Regions from separate parts of the Gossypium hirsutum genome. Here all the other regions are linked to region 2. The links are chromatin contacts, called in public Hi-C maps. All regions are on one chromosome and are shown on one strand. The core of a region is the stretch at or near the end of the contact, and the rest is flanking DNA. Distances in the headings are between cores, read along the strand shown.

Region 1 (3,259 bases), core at 121-2,620, 350 kb after region 2:
AACCGATCCTCGAAATTAGATGAACTCCTCTTTTCCAATAAGCTAGTTATAGCTACCAAGGACGCCTCGGACACCAACTCTTCCTTGTGTAAATTAGTTATGGAACGACCTATAACTAACCCTTACTGATCGAACAACCAACGAAACGTTCGTGGTTTAAAACTTTGGCAGCTTTGCTGTTTAGAAGAGCCTAGCTCTAACCAATGTCCTCAACCGCGTGGGACATTTAAATCCGGTTACTACTTCCCTTGACGGAACCAAACAGCAATCCCCACTTGGCACGCCAATGTGTTCACGGAAAACCGATTAGACAATCGATCCTCGGAATTCCAACTGTATGTCTAACCACACTAACTCAAACGACGTCTTTTTTGACTTAGTGTTTATTTGACTTTGTGAGTTGACAAAATCATACTATTAATCCGGAGAAGTAATAAATACTGAAAATTAGGAATTGAATTGTTGGGGTTCGCAACTCACGGACCTTGACGAAGCTAACACCGGCCTAAAGCTGAAATGGATTTAGCTGACTAATGTTTGGGGCATGTTGGAGTTGGGCATATTTGAAGAGGGTTGGATAAATGAAAAAGAAATGTAGGTGGGTAGGTGTAGGTGACGCAAGGTTTGGCTGCTAGTGTTATATTTCTAAGGCAGGAAATTAATAAATGGGAAAAGAAAATAAGGAACTAAAGCCAGCAAATAAAGAAGAAAGGAAAGATTATATTTCAGAAGATGAAAGCTTGATTAAAAACTTGATGAAAAACACTTGATGAATAAATGAACATAGTAGCCCCCTATTTATACTAGTGGCTTTGCCAAATTAAGAGACACTAGAGGAAATAAAATATTTCATGATATAAAAATCCCTACATAATCTCCCACTAAGTAACATAAAATTTCAGCTAATTACATCTTGGAAAAATTCTGCTTTGGCCCACCTTCTTTGCTCCTTTCTTCAATGTAGCCCAATTGTTTCCTTTTTCTTCTATTTATCCCCAAATTGTACCCCTGTATAAAATTTAATATAAACATGAAAAAATCAATGGTGCATTCTCATAAATTGACCAATTAAATTACATAAAATATATATTTTTAGCATTTAATCAGTAGCTGTGATAAGCATTGGGACTTGAGGGAAGTAATGGATTCATTTTTACCTACAACACCAGAGCTCTACTACCAATATGGAGTTGGAAGTTGATTTGTTTAAGCCGTAGAGCTTGTAATTCCAAATGACTTCTCATATAATTATTTCCTTATAATCTAACTAACATTTAAATTCATATATCACAATAATTAATTATTTATTCCCATTTTAGCAAAGGATAAAAATTAATTAAAAACAACGTCATCTTAAGATGATATCTCTAGGCTCTAGCCGGATGGTTAGAATAAGAACCAAGACCCAACCGATAAAGACCTTCGCCTTCTTTATGACCCAATTTTTCTTTTCTTTACATCTATCCTCTCATTTTTTCCCACTTATTTCTCCTCCTTCTCATAACCCAACCTCCTACTTTCAACTTCCAATCCAATGTCTTCCTCCGTTTCTTCCCAACATGATCAGGTCCTTCCCCCTTCTTTTTCCCCCTTTTCTGCAATCTTGGGTTTTTTATTATTATTATTTTAAATTCTGTATTCTAATGTTTTTCTTCACTCCAAAGACTTAATTTGGCATTCCGAAGATCGTGTTTTCTAGGAGATAACCCATAAAACCTTCCCTATCCTCTCTCTCATTGCTTCTCCATAGAGCTTCAATTAACTTAAAATCAATTCCAACTTCCTTTATTGTCTTTGTAATTGAAATAATTTCTTGTTGATTTTCCATTTCAATTACAAATATGTCATTTTTTTTTTGGATAATGAGAATTTCTCCTTGCTTCACTGCGTTAACTAGCTTTGGTAATATTTGGGAAGGTTCACTTATATTTCTTCATTACCTCTGCAGGTTCTAGTAGAAGAAAACTCCTTCGCAAGAATTCTAACCTTAAACCGGCCTAAGCAGCTCAATGCCCTTTCATTTCAGATGGTATGATCTCTTCTTAATAAGCTGCTTAAACTCTTTCAGTATTTGGGAACTACCCCTGTGTCATACAATGAGTTTTAGTACTGTTACTAGTAAAAAAGAATCTCACCTTAAAAAAAAGCTCAATGCCCTTCTATTTTTTATTTTTTAAATTTTTTGCATTTTACCACCTTCTGGAGAACAGTTCCTAGGTGCACCACATGTTGCTTGATCAAATGTCTCTAGCCCGAAAGGTCAAACAATTTTTTATGCTAGTTATTTTTCTAGCTGCTAGTTCTTATGGTCTTCTTTACATGCCTTCTTTGTCAACTGTTGACTACATACGATAACCTATCAAGTTTGTCCTTTACAAGAAAATTGTGTATTCAGGATCTGTACCTTGCACATGCTTTTCTTCTCTATTTCTATGTTATCTGCATGAGTATCATATATTGTCTGTCAAAGACCTTTTGGTCACATTAATTGTTTGAAACATGAAATAGTAATAATGTTATCTCTTTCAACGGCAGATTTCTCGGTTACTAGAACTTTTTCTTGCCTACGAGGAGGATCCTAATGTCAAGCTGGTAATACTGAAGGTACACACCTCCGAAGATACAACTTTAGTATCATTTTTCTTTTACTTCATTGAAAGAAACAACTTGACAAAAGTAAAGATAGTAGCATGGAGTTGGAAGAAATTGAATCTGATGACATTTTTGGGTTGCATATAAGCATGCCTGGTCTCTGATCTTATCTCATTTCAAGTCACTCAATCAGATTGTTTATAATGCCCAATAGAAAGGCTCTATGTTTTTTTGGGTTAACTATCTTAGCACATCAGCTTGGTCATATATAGTCAACGGTCATAACTATGTTTAATTTATAATCTCTGTCAGGATTCCTTTTGGAAGTATGGCCTTACATACCAGCATTACTAGTCATATACGGTTCTTAGGTAAAGGCCAGATAGGAATTTACTTCTCATCTGTGCCACTTAATTGGCAGAGTAAACTTTAAAGGGGTATTGTCTGCTCAGTTTTGATCATTGATATTCCTTAATGTAACCAAAGAGTTGAAACTTGAAAGACTTAGTTAAATATGCATGAATTAAGTAAGCTTTTTATACTTATTTTGGCAGAACCGCTAGGAAAGAAATTATCTTAAACTTAACCCCCCTGTAAGACTAGGTACCGTAATTGATTTTTCAAGCAAATGTTTAAGCATTGAAGAAAATATACCTGATAGCTGGCT
Region 2 (3,351 bases), core at 127-2,626:
GAACAAATATCATCTGCAGCAACAGTCTTGACTAAAATGCATAGCAAAAATATATCTTCTTTAAGCCTCAAAAGATCAATATGATTTAATGAAAACCATATACTGCTGAGTTCTACTGCTCCTAAAACATATATAAATGATGCTTATGCTGGTATAAAACCAACTTCAAGCAGAGAAGAATGTCTAAACAGCCAGCACTGTTTAGACATTTATTTACATCACTGATCACATTCCCAAATCCATTTGACAAGAACCATATAATTTCACCTGGTAGCCATAGATGTCAGCAGCATGCACCCGAGCACCCTCTTGGAGTAAAATATCAGCAACTTGTATCGCACCTCGGACTGCACTCCAATGCAAGGCTGTCTGCCCATTGTGATCTGCTGCATGTATATCTCCACCATGCTAGCAAATAAAGAAAACCCAAAAACCAGTCACTTCAACCGAATTTAATCTAATGAAAACTTCAATACCAACATGACACAGCTCAAAAGCATGGATTCCCAAAAACCATTTCAGTAAACCCATTAAAAGCCTGATCAAGCAAACTTTTTAAAGATAAGGAATCCATAAACCAGATACCCAATAAACCCAGTTGAATAATAAATACAATCAACTCCAAACTCTGACAATAAAAGGCAATTCAGAAAATCCATCAAAACAACCATAAAAAGAAGGATAAAAGACCTCGATGATGTACTGAGCAGCAGCTGTTCTATTATTCAAAGCAGCCCATTGGAGGGCATAGTAACCAAGGCCATCAGGCTCGGAAAGAGAGCGACCCTCGTACTCAACCAACCTTTGGAGCTTCTCCAAATCCCCATAAGCAGCAACCGTGTAGACATCATTCCTCAAGCTCTCATCATCAACGAAACCACCAACAACCCCATTGTTCCCTCCCCCATAATATCCATTTCCATTCGCCACAACGCCATCCGATTGCTTCAAGGGTTGAACGTCTTCAACAACCTCGATCTCCGACGACATCTCTCCAAAAAAACCCAACAACCAAAACAGTCCTAAGAAGGAAAAATCGAAATCTCCTTTCCAATTATCTCCGGTTGACTTTGTTTCTGAATAATTTTTTTTAGTTTTCTCTTAAATTGGAAAAAAAAATGAAAAATGGTGGGGCCGGTTAGGGTTTTTCGAGGAAAGAAGGAGAAGGGGAAGGGGGGGAGGAATGTGGTTGCGCTTTGGCGTCCTTTCCGTTTTGACTAAAGAGGCCGAAACCAATCGAAAGCCAAAGCGATTATCCGTAGGAATGAAAGTCAATTTCAGAGACAAGGGAAGGAAGATCCATTGCCGATTGTTTCTCTCTTTTCTTTCTAATGTTTGCTCATTGACCCCGTCAACTTTACCTATTTACATCATTCAACATGTTCCTTTCCTTTTGTCAACTTGTATTTATTTCTTATTTTACTCATTTTTCATCAACGCAACTTTGTATTTCTTATTTATATTTATACTCCTTAGTGTTATATTTTTTAAAAACCTTTATTTTCATTAAAATATTAAAAAGTTATTTTCTTGAAAAATAATTTTACAGAAAAACCCACCATCCAAATCATCTAGGAGACAGGCTTTGGAAAGTTTTATTACAAGAAGGGATTTATTATAAATAAATAAAACCTTCTACGACGTCAATAACAAAATTCATCTCATAATATTTTAGTTATTCAACTTTTTTAAATCAAAATTTTTTTCAGAAGTGGGTCAATTTTGGTATTATCTGCGAGTCACACCTTCTATTTTAATTTTTCTTAATCTCAGTCCACATTATCATAATTTTTCTCCACACTTTCGTGGATTTTTATTTTGTCCATTCAACCCTTTTCTGAAAGCAGTTTTAGTTTTAGTTTTAGTTTTAGTTTTTAGTTTTCAATCTCTAGTTATTTCTAGTGTATATATGAGATTTGACAAGGTAAGGGTACCACCCAATAGATCTATGGGAAACTATTCTCAAACAGCCTTATCATGATAGAGTATAGTGATAGTGTTTGTAAAATTAGAATCCGAGATGATGATGAAGAGGATAGACTATCTCAGACTTGGCCTTTTGTGCATCACTGATGCGGTGGGTCCCTTGGGACTCTTAGCAGTAGTTTCTTGGTTGATCCGAGTTCACTGTTAGGTTGGTTTGACCTTCACAAAATTTGCCTACTATGTTCATCCAACCTTGACAAGAATTGCCTACTATGTTTGTTTCTTGTTTGTACAAATTTGAAGATGTTTTCCAAATGAGATGCCTACAAGTTTACTAATTTTTTGAGGCATTGAGTATTAAACCAACTTTTTGTTGAGTTTCATAATTTTTAATCGACTAGCTTATTAGAGTAATCATAAATATATAAAGGAGTTGCAAATGTAAGCGCAAGAACTATAGAAAAAGGGACATATTCAAGAATCCCTTAGTCCTTACATGGTTTCGATAATTTTAGTGCCTAAAGTTGGTAGTTTTAGAATGTATGTTGATTGTAGAGCTATTAATAGTCTTACCATTAAATATAAGCATCCAATTCCTAGACTTGACGATATGCTTGATGAATCACATGGTGCATCCATATTAATTAAAATTTATCTCAAAAGGAGTTATCATCAAATTCTAATGAAAGGTGATGATAAATAGAACAAGGACTTTAAAACCAAATATAGACTTCATGAGTGGTTGGTAATGCCTTTTGGTTTAACTGATGCACCTAGTGTTTTCATGAAAGTGATGAATCACATTTTGAGACAATATTTAGGTAAATTTGTTGTTGTTTACTTTCATGAAATTTTAATCTATAGTTGCATAATTGATGACCATGTTAAGAATGTTAGATTAGTTTTGAATTTTTTTTTGTTAGGAACATTTTTTATTCTTACATTGAGAAGCATATTCATAGACAAGTTGATCATTCTAGGATTTATAGTTAGTGCAAAAAGGATTGAATTTGATAAAGAAAAGGTGAGAATCATTTAAGAGTGGTCTACTCCTAAATCAAATTTTGATTATAGACTTGCTAGTTTGTATAAACATTTTGTGAAATATTTCTCCACACTCGTTGCCCTACTAATCAAAATCATCAAAAAGAATATGGGATTTAAGTAGGACAACAAGCAAGAGAAGGCCTTTCAAAATTTGAAAGATAAGTATTGTGGTGCACCTATTCTTAAACTTCCAGATTTTAATAACACTTTTAAGGTAAAATGCAATGCTTTAATGTTGGTGTTGGAGCCATTTTAATGCAAGAGAGAAGGCCAATTACTCCACCTATGACAAATAGATTTATGCCTTAGTAAGATCTTTAAATGTGTGGTAACACAACTTGTTGTTAGAATCCGATTACGAGTCTGAAAAATAAAATT
Region 3 (3,392 bases), core at 362-2,861, 280 kb before region 2:
GACTTGAACTCAAGACCTCCCAGACTCACTTAAAGCACTTAACCACAAATGCCGATACACAATTGTGTCATATTTTCACAATAACAATAATAAGAATTTTGGGACGTTACATTTTTATATTTTATTAAATTTTATTATTTTATTGTTATTTTTTTCTAATTTTTAATAAGAGCAGGGGCTTAATTGCTATTTTGAAAAAAATTGAGGGTCTTTTTGGTATATTTTGAAAGTTTAAGTACCCAATTGAGTGAAAAAATAGCAGGGATTTAATTGCTTTTTTTAAAGAAGTTTGAGGGCCTTTTTGATGCATTTTGAAAGTTCAAGTGCTCAATTAAGTGTAAAAAATAAGAAGGGGCTTAATTGCTTTTTTGGAAAAAGTTTGAGGGCTTTTTACACCTTTAAGCCAAAATTAATTGAATAAGTTAAATTTTGAATCGTAACTAGAGGTGAGTTAATCGAATTGAGTTATTTGATTTTTTCGAGTCAACTCAAATAAGTAATTCGAGTTCTAATCGAGTTGAATTTTATAATTTGAATAACTAGAATAATTCAAATAACTGATTGGTGTATATACCCATTTGGTCCCTGTCAGTTTTGAAAATGAGCAAATTAGTCTCTTTCTCTCAACAAAAATTACAAAAAAAGTAAAAATCAAAATATTTATAAAAATTTCAAAATTTATATTTTTTGAAAAATTATTCAAATTTAAAAAAAAATCTAAGGAATATATAAAGAAAGTTAAAATTTTAAAATTTTTCTAAATTAATACTTTGGGACCTAATTAATTAACGATTTAAGTTTATTATCTTATTTTACTTTGAATTTTTTTCAAATATATATGACTGAAACAGTTTCCTTCGATTTGACTCAAATCGAAAAAATTTTAATTTGAGTTACAATGAGAAAACATGACTCATCAACTCGATTAACTTAAATTTTTTTACTCGATTTGATTTGATTCAATTCGACTGAACGCTCAACCCTAATCACAACTCATAGTTGGGAGTATTACAAAGTAAGACCACGTGGAAACCAAAGTAGAAGTGGAATTAAAAATAGGTTCAATTCTTCTATTAATCACTGTATTTTGTAAAAGTTATGGATTTAATCTATGTACTTTTCATATTTAAAATTTTCAGTTCTCACCAAATAGTAATTGTTAAATTCATTAGGTAGAGTTCTACTATTCCTAAAATTTGATGTGCATTATAATATGTATAATGCCATTTTAGCTTATTATTTCTCCGTATTACTTACTAAAAAATCAGTTAATGGATTAACGATTATCATTTGCGTTAAGACTGAAATTTTAAAATTTGAAAAGTATAGGAATTTAAAATGATCCATTTGGAGAAAATAAACTAAATCTATAGCTGTACATATAGTACATGACTAGTAATTGAATTTAACCAAAAAATTTAATTGATATTGTTTGGGCCACGACTAACACTTCAAATTTAAAAAGTACAGGACTAAAAGTGATCAATTCAAAAAAAAAAAAGATCAAATTGATAAAAAAGTATAGGGACTAAATTTTCAACTCTCGTAAAGTACAAGGGACTAATAGCAGAATTTAACCATAAAAATTCATGAACTTGCTCACTAAGATACCGTTGAACTTTACTATCTGTTTCTCTACAACCTCTATATATACACATAAGACGCCCCGTCCTCACTGGAGAAGTCTTTACCCTTTCTCACATTCGACTTTTTATTCCTTTCTTGCAAGGGAGAACAGGAAATTATATTGTGGGATGGCGAAATTGAGGATCGCAGGGACATGGGTAGGGGTGATAGACTTAGAATTGGAGAATTGGACGGTGGCAATGCTGAGGGAAGAGGTCGCCAAACGATCAAATGCCCAACGTCCTGACTCTATCAACCTTATATCTGCTGGTAAAGTTTTGAAAGATGGCGATGGCTCTCAAAACTTAACCCAATTGGGTATCAGAAACAATGCTAAGATTCTTGCCACCCGTGTCTCCGTTGATGAAGGCAAGTCCTTGGAACAAGAATTGATGGCCGAGGAAGAACGCTCTCGCAGACTTGCTCGAGTCAAGTGAGTCTTTTTGGTCAACTCTCTCCTTTTCTCTCGCCCTTTGTTTTCTTTTAAATGCGTAATTAATAGTATTCAATATTTCTGTATAAACTGAGTGCTTTTTTTTTCTTTTTAATGGTTGATTGGGTTCTTGGTTTTATTGAAATTCTGGGTTTAATCGAAGTTACCAAATTTATTCTTATAATAAGGAAATTTATGATTACGTTCATTCTTTTAGGGTTTAGGGTTATCAATCATATATTATTATGCCAAAAGGAATTGTGTTCTTGGGATGTATAAGTATTTCCATGTAGTTGATGGAATTGTAGTATTTTTCTGTCTTAGAATCATTGTGGTACTGTATTTTGAAGTCTATGATTAAATTGATAGTGTCAAATGTTAGTATTTTGCAGTGTTTGAGTCTTTGAGAGATGTTGGTCCTTTATGGTTTACCTTAAGTTGAGATGATATCAAGCGTCTACTGTTGTTTTTCGAAGTGGGGGAATACTCTGAAAAATGCGTCTTCCTCTTTGAACGTTTTAGATGGACCAAAGACTTCCATCTTACCTTTGAAAAGTTTAATGGATGCTACAGTTTTACAGTTTTACAGTTTTCCTGCATTATGAAATGATCATCTTTTCAAGATTCGGTGGGATGGATAATAGTTCCTTTCTGTTCATTTTGTAAGTACCATTGCATATCGTTTTGCAAATTAACGAGTGACTAATCCATAGTTATCTCTATGGGCAGGGCAGCAGCCACTGCACTTTCCAAGAGACATGTAGATGGTTCACTACCAATTGAAGACTTCAATATTGAACTTGAAAACCAGGGAGGGCAAAAAGTACAATTAGGAACTGAGACTGATCAGCGGTATGTCAATTTTCCCTAGGGTATTAAGACATTTGACCCCATTTTTTAAACTGAAGTAAGTTATGAATGGTCTTTAAACAGGGCAGTGATGATGGGTCTGATGCTTCATGAAAATGCAAAGAATCTACTTACGAGACAACTGTATAAAGACGCACTGGAAGTGCTTACCATGGGTGAGGTCAGTCTCTAGTATCCTTCCTCATTTGCTTCTACAGTACTAAACTTTTCTTGTTTGAATCTGGATTCTTAGAGTAGCAGCTGATAAACTTTCTTGTCTGCTATGTTAATCAGACTTGGGGGATGAGTGTTAGATACAAATATGCCTTTGACATGGATATAATAAATCTTTCCAAGTTTTCCATATATTTGGAGGGTTGTATCTCTGCATCCACGTCTAGATATGTAACTGGACATGTGATTTAGGGAAAAGAGTCCGAGAAACATAGCTTGTTAACAAAGATAATAATTTGGTTAAGGTGAA

The links. A called contact is a pair of places that touch in the nucleus more often than the background predicts.
Region 1: a contact with region 2 is called in a Hi-C map of leaf, with 1.8 times the contacts expected there. The contact joins the promoter of LOC107912542 here to the promoter of LOC107912578 in region 2. A contact is called at or near these places in 5 of 34 Hi-C or Micro-C datasets (callus, hypocotyl and leaf).
Region 3: a contact with region 2 is called in a Hi-C map of leaf, with 2.3 times the contacts expected there. The contact joins the promoter of LOC107913058 here to the promoter of LOC107912578 in region 2. A contact is called at or near these places in 3 of 34 Hi-C or Micro-C datasets (all in leaf).

What each region holds. Positions count from the first base shown.
Region 1 is chrD08:23,926,632-23,929,890 of Gossypium_hirsutum_v2.1, reverse strand. It overlaps LOC107912542 (3-hydroxyisobutyryl-CoA hydrolase 1), which reads left to right and starts at 1,370. Exons shown (of 14, transcript XM_016840760.2): 1 at 1,370-1,567; 2 at 1,949-2,029; 3 at 2,536-2,604. The coding sequence starts at 1,535.
Region 2 is chrD08:24,280,082-24,283,432 of Gossypium_hirsutum_v2.1, reverse strand. It overlaps LOC107912578 (protein S-acyltransferase 24), which reads right to left and starts at 1,376. Exons shown (of 13, transcript XM_016840823.2): 1 at 691-1,376; 2 at 268-408. The coding sequence starts at 990.
Region 3 is chrD08:24,557,161-24,560,552 of Gossypium_hirsutum_v2.1, reverse strand. It overlaps LOC107913058 (NEDD8 ultimate buster 1), which reads left to right and starts at 1,611. Exons shown (of 11, transcript XM_041099260.1): 1 at 1,611-2,059; 2 at 2,789-2,911; 3 at 2,993-3,089. The coding sequence starts at 1,755.